Regions from separate parts of the Mus musculus genome. Here region 2 is linked to region 1. Evidence: chromatin contacts called from public promoter capture Hi-C data. All regions are on one chromosome and are shown on one strand. Each heading gives the region's core, a stretch centred on a gene start, on an enhancer-like site or on the middle of the called end of the contact. The rest is flanking DNA. Distances are from core to core; before and after follow the strand shown.

Evidence for each region. Promoter capture Hi-C pulls out the DNA fragments that hold promoters and counts their contacts.
Region 2: a contact with region 1 is called in a promoter capture Hi-C map of hippocampal neurons, with 4 times the contacts expected there. The contact joins two enhancer-like sites. A contact is called at or near these places in 4 of 39 promoter capture datasets (cranial neural crest, frontonasal cranial neural crest, hippocampal neurons and 1 more), 1 of 15 datasets of contacts at CTCF or cohesin (the NIH/3T3 cell line), 1 of 484 Hi-C or Micro-C datasets (cerebral cortex) and 2 of 115 datasets of contacts at active chromatin or transcription factors (both in embryonic stem cells).

What each region holds. Positions count from the first base shown.
Region 1 is chr7:83,539,610-83,542,859 of GRCm38.p6, reverse strand. It overlaps Gm10610 (a long non-coding RNA gene), which reads left to right. Exons shown (of 2, transcript XR_140845.5): 2 at 1-3,250. Among named protein-coding and RNA genes, the nearest start is that of Gm10610, 9.4 kb to the left of the region's middle. Within about 2 kb of position 1,654, at least 8 of the 459 cell types and tissues checked have an H3K27ac peak or open chromatin away from gene starts, as enhancers often do.
Region 2 is chr7:82,946,890-82,949,987 of GRCm38.p6, reverse strand. The region is part of intron 1 of 4933430H16Rik (RIKEN cDNA 4933430H16 gene); the gene reads left to right. Gm45992 (a long non-coding RNA gene) reads right to left here. Exons shown (of 3, transcript XR_001778203.1): 3 at 1-33. Among named protein-coding and RNA genes, the nearest start is that of Gm45992, 3.0 kb to the right of the region's middle. Within about 2 kb of position 1,782, at least 4 of the 459 cell types and tissues checked have an H3K27ac peak or open chromatin away from gene starts, as enhancers often do.

The DNA.
Region 1 (3,250 bases), core at 405-2,904:
CCTCCCTGTCCTGAAGGAATGATCTCCATCAACTGTAGGCCAGAATAAACCTTTTCTTCCTTAAGTCGTGCTAGTCAGGTATTTTTGTCACAACAATAAGAAAAACATCCGAGGTAAGTCCCAATTCCCCAACACCCAAGAATGTGACCGTGTATGGGGACAAGGCCTTTAAAATGTTATAAAGATGAGTTTTATTATTAAGTACCTCAATCCAATGACTCTCCATTATAAAAACAGCAGATACACACAACAGAATGGCTGTGGAGTGATCGTGGTGGGAGGGGTAGCCATCACAAATGCTTTACAGATTTTTTTTTTTTTTCCCTGAATTGAGGCTCATAAGGCTCTGAAAGCAAGCGGAGCCTACAAGACTCTGGAAGTCAACTGAACTTCAGAAGCTCGGAAGTTTAGAGAATTCCCAGGGCTCCATGTCATAAATATAGTAAACAACGGCTGGGGATTGCTAGGGAGACGAGACTCTTCAGTGGCTTTGACCTCCAGTTCAGTTCACTTCAGGGATATGGTTTTGTAAGCTGTCACTCAAGTTTGGATGGCTTTCCAGTGTGAAGCTGCTTTTGAGAGGTCTATGCTCCTGTAGTTAAACTGCAGTGAACTCACTGTCACCAAGCTAATAGGTGGGGTTCTTTCTTTGATCTGTTATTGATGGGCTATCTAAGGGGAATAGAGATTTGTTCATGTCTCCCCAGGAAAAGTCACAAAACAACTCTAGTGTATTAATTACTTTTATAGCACTGTGACTATTGTTATGTGACAGAGGGTCTCAGTCGATAGTGTTGGGGAGAAGACAGTGGAGTAGCTGAGATCATGTTGGCAGAGTATGTGGTAGAGGCTTTTCACATAACAGTGGGCCAGGAAGCATGACAGGAAGTTGGCACGGATAGCACACCCACAATAACCTACCCCCTGTGACGACTCCTTCCATGCAGGCCCATCTTCCCAAGGCTCTGGGAATCACCTGAAATCACCCCATCAGGGGAAAGAGGAGGCTGGGACAGACATTTCAGATTCAAACCATAACACTAAGAAACAAAGCTTCAAACAAAACTAATCCTCCTGGCACAATAACTGTAGACTTGAAGCCTGCCAAGAATAAATCTATGTTGGGTAATACACTCAATCTTTGGTATTTTATGATGGCACCCAGAACAAGCCAAAGCACTTTGTGTTCAAGCAGATTCATTGTTATTAGGCAGTCGATTGCATCCTGTGCCCTCCCCAAATCTGTGTGTTAGAGTCTTGCGAGCATCTTGTTTAGAGGACCTTAACAGAGTCAGTTCAGGTTAAGTGATGTTCTAAGAGAGATGCCCTAACAGAACAGGGACATGAGGCTACTTCTTTTTGCCTCTGCCTTCTCTTTCTCCTTTCTCTTCTGTCTTCTCTTCCCCCTTCCTTCTCCCGGAATTGCTCTCTCTCTCTCTCTCTCCCCCCCCTCCTCTTTCTCCTGTCCTTCCTCCTTCCCCTCCTCCAGAGCTTTGTCTCTCTTCCTACCTAGCCTCCTCGAGACCAAGTGAGGACACGGTGTTAAAAGTGCATATAAGACAGGAGGAGAAATCGACTGAGAACCCTGCCCTGCAGGCTGCTGATGCTTTATTGTGAACTCAAGCATCCAAAACTGAGAAAGCATTTTGTGCTGCTTCAGCCCCTAGACTGTAGTAGGGCTGTACACCAGCGCTGTCAGGGCAACGTGCTTCCCATGTACATACTTATTCTTTGTTTCCAGGTGGTTTCCATATGCATCTCACAGAAAATTAAACATTTCAAAGTCCACATTCTAATGAAGAAAGAGAGGCCATCAATGAGAGCTTGGTACAGGTCCTGTTTGCTTTGGATTGCCTTGTGTTAACTTTCTTTGGATGTGATTTCAAAAGCAGTCATCTTATACCCTCTGCTGAGGCAGTGTCTGGGAAAGACAAGGAGAGGGCTGAGCTCTGATAATTCTTCTGTCCAGCATTTGGATTTAAACTGTAACTGGAGACTCTGAAATCACTAAGGCCCTTGACCTCCCCTTACTCTCCCCACCCCTAGCATGATCTCACAGGGGCAGCCTCTTGCTCTTCCTTTCATGTTCCAGAATGTGGCAAAGACCATGAAAATAAAATGTTGACTCCTGATGCAAGAGGCTCTGAGTTCAGACAGTCTATCCTGGTCCTAGGGAATGGAGCCAGAGTAGTATTTCTTGCGTCTTCACCAAGACCTCTCTTTCTCTGCCACTAACTTTGCATAAAGCATCTAACACACTAAACACATGGTTGCCTCAGAACACAGGTCAGGAGAACCTGAGCTTCTGTCTCTTTGGTGATATTGTGATTAACAAAACTGAAAAAAAGGAAGGCCTCCTCAGCTACTTGCTTAGCCTCAAAAGGGGAGGTTTGATTAGTAAGGAGAGGGTAATTCCACCTTCTTGATAGAAAGCAAAAATGCAAAAACTTGAGTCCACTCTTTCAAAAAGGCTCAAAGCTGGTATAATTCTTGGACACTCAGTAAAATATATGACCTATTTTGGCAGATAAAATAGAAGCACCAAGTCAACACATTTAAAACCATAAAATAGCTTTGTTTTCATTTTTTTCACCCAGGCTATTCTAAAACATTATGCAGCTCAAGCTGGCCCCAAACTCATGGCAACACATAGGACCCCCATGGTAAGATTGTAGAAGGGAGAAAAAGAGGCCTGGACACCTGGAGGGAGAGACTGGGACATGAATGTCTCTGTGAGGTACAGAGCCTGACTATGTACAGCCTGGCTTAGCCTCTCAGATGCTAGGATTAGAGGCAGGAGCCATCACATCCAGCATTAATAAGTCAATGCAATTAGGTATAGCATTTTTCCCCCCATCAGAGCTAGGGTTGAACCTGAGGTCTTACAATTGTTAGACAACCTCTCTAAGCCTCTGAGTCCCATCCCACACAAGTTCCTTTATATTCATTCACAAATGACAGTCGCCCATTTTTCTACGGAGCTCCTGGAGGCATGGAAGAGTGCACACATTTATACAACAAACAGAACATTTGTAAAATTTCACTGTATGGAAGTCTATAGACGGATGCAATAGCAACAATATGTTTCTATGATCTATATTTTAAACCAGTTTTTAAATCCAAGCAATGGATAGCTATGACACATTGAATTTTGATAATAACTTAAATTTACAACTGTAACATGAAACCATCTTATGTCACAACACCATGCAATATTGCCATGCCTGTCACTCTAATACATCTTCACAGG
Region 2 (3,098 bases), core at 533-3,032, 590 kb after region 1:
AAGGCACGGTCAGCTTGGGGATTTGGCAAGGCACTGAAGGAGAGAAAGAAAATCATCTTTAGAGCTTTACCCTTTCAAAAAGCATCCTCAAAGCCTTGAGGCTTCAGACCCACTCAGATCTAAAGGGAACCCATTCAGAACAACACAGATACAAGGATAAAAAAACATATAGCCAGTGAAGATTCAACAGAGGAAAGGGATTTGAGTCTGTGCAGTTAAAAACAACTGGGAACTGGTTCTAAAGCTCGGAGACAAGGAAACATCTGAAACAAAGCTCTTCAGCACGTGGGGATGGGTAAGATCTCAAAGAGTCGGAGCTGTTCATGCTTGGCTCATTCCAAATGAAGGACCAAAAATGGGCCCCGGAGAGAGCCATTCCCGCAGCCACACCTGGTTAGACTTGCCCTTGGTTCCCTGATGACATTCTTAGCTGTTAGTACCAGACCCATCAGTGCAGCAAATGAAACTTATTGAGGACAATTATGCTGGGCTTAACATTTAATGAAGTGAGGGGTATTACTCCAAAGAGTGGGTTTGCTCATGAGTTCTTTGCTAAGGAGGCCCAGGAGCATCGTCAGAACAATGCCTTTCTGGCCTAGTTGGGCTCATCTGACAGGCACAGCAGGCTCTGGACAGCACAGGCAAAGCAGTAGCTTAGGTCCTTCTCCAGGATGCAGTTATTCTTTCCCACATGTCTATCCTGTGTACCTCCTCATCTCTGGACCGCAGATTGCTTTTATTACAAGTGAGCTGAACCACATTATTTGAGGATAATTATATGTGATTTCCTATTTCTCCTATAATAGTTCATCACAGCCCTCAATGGCTTAAACAACCCAGATCTCTGGATCTGAAGTCTGGAATGGGTCTCACTGGGCCAAGATCGTCCTGTTAGCAAAGATGAGATTGTTCAGGAGCCCACAGATCAGGGAAGGGAGAGCCATTTCGTTGTCTCTTTCTAGGTTTCAGAACATTCCTTGACTCTTCCCCCAATCTGCCATCTTCACCTGCCATCTCCCTGATCTCTCTTCTGATTTCTTTGCCCAGTTCGACATGCCTGTGTGATATTATGGACTCTGAGAACTCAACCGTCTTCCTATCTGAACATCAGCTGATAGCAGCCTTCCTTTCATCTGTAACCTTAGCTTGTTGCCCTTTGCTGTTCAACCTGAAAAACTCACAGATTCTGAGGATTGGAACATGGGCACCTTTGGGGACCGCTGTTCTACTGTTTCCACATCAATCACAAAAATATGTTTCTATCATAATTGACTCCATTCATCTACTCTTGACTTCTCCGGAGTCTGGAGAATGGAGTTCATGTAACTAAGAAGGAATACTTCAGCTTTCTGAACATTTGATGCTCAAAATCAGTGCATCCAGATCTGACCTCTTCTATCCCACAGGCTGCTTAGGCTCCTGTTTGCCTTGCTGATATTCAGGACACAAGCTACTGACTCAGACTTTAAGGACCATGATTTGAGCACCTTCTTAACTTCTCCTACAGTTACTGAGTTGTCACAGTGGATAGTCCCCTCTGTCAATTTCACCACAGGCCAGTGGGTTCTCTCTTATGTCCTACATGGTAGTGCTCACTGTCAGTGACTTACAACTTTATAGGAGTGATGATTAGTCATGGTTGTTCACTGGATCTAGAATCACCTAAAAGACAATTCTCAGAGTAACTGAGAATTTCTGGAAATGTTGAGCTGTGGAGGGAAGATCCATCCTGAATGTGGGTAATACCCCATCCCATAGGCTGAGGTTCCAGACTGAAATGCGAAAGTCAGTGACTCACCAGCTTCTACCTCCCTGACTCTGAACACGGTAGAGCCAGTGCCTCCCCTACCGGACCAGGATGGACTGTGTTCCCTCTGATTGAGAGACAGAATGAACTCGCCTTCCTTGAGTTGTTTTTATCAGACATTTTCTCACAGTAATGAAAAACTAGCTAATAGGAGACATCACTTTCCTGGACAAAGGCCTTTAATACTTACCAGATGTTTCTAAAGCTACACCCACACTCCTTAATACTTCTCAAAACCTTTCTCCACATCACACCCTTTCCTGTTCTGCTGCCATTCTCACATTTGATCTTAGCCCAAAAACAGGGAAGTGACTCTACCACCCTTCACTCCATCAATTCATTCTAAACTATAGGCAAATTATCAACAACGCACTCTCTCCTCTTCCCTCCACTGCCGCCAAGTTCATTATTTTTGTCTGATGCAATAACAAACATTTCCAGTGTCCTCCAAGTCAGCATGGCTCCTATCTAGCCTTGCTTGAGTCTGCCAGAACTTGAATGAACCAATAGAATGCTCATTCTATATTTATAAAATATAAAGGTGACTATGATATATAATTTGCCCAATGCTTTGTTTGGTCATGTGTGTGTAAGGTTGACTGTGGTTATATATTCATAAGTAATAGGTGGGTCACTCATGCTTGGGTAATTATCCCCATTTCTTGCTTCCAAGCTCCTCCAACTATCAGGTGCCAGCTCTAAGGCTGAATGTTTTTGAAAGCCATAGCTGTGCCTTATCTCTGAGCTGACTCTCCTTTCATGCCTTTCCACTGCCCTCATCAAAGGCGATCTGATGGTGCATTGCAAACACTGAAGTCCTGGTACCACCATCCAGAGGGCCAGGCATCTGAGCTGTTTGTATGATTGGGGCGCTTCATTTCTAGATTATCATGAGGAAACTAACCCCATAGCAAGGTCTCAAACTCCAGTGCTAGTACTTAACATTAGTGAGGCGCGCGCGCGCTCACACACACACACACACACACACACACACACACACGATGTGCTTATAATCTCTACAGGCCCATCCCACTTTCTTGAAGGTTCCACTGATGATCATAGTGGACCCCACTCAGTTCTCTTTTGCTTAAAGATCAATAGCATCGCGTCTTATATGGTCTCCTCGGCATCCTTGGTGAAAACATAGCAGTACTTTTCTCAGCACCCTTCCCAAATGAGCAAGTGAAATGAGTTCTACTCCTGTTGAGAACCAAGGAGAGCATGGTGGAAGAGGGAAATTGAATTTGAAGACCAACTTTTAAGAGCAAAATTCATAAGTTTTTAAAAAGTA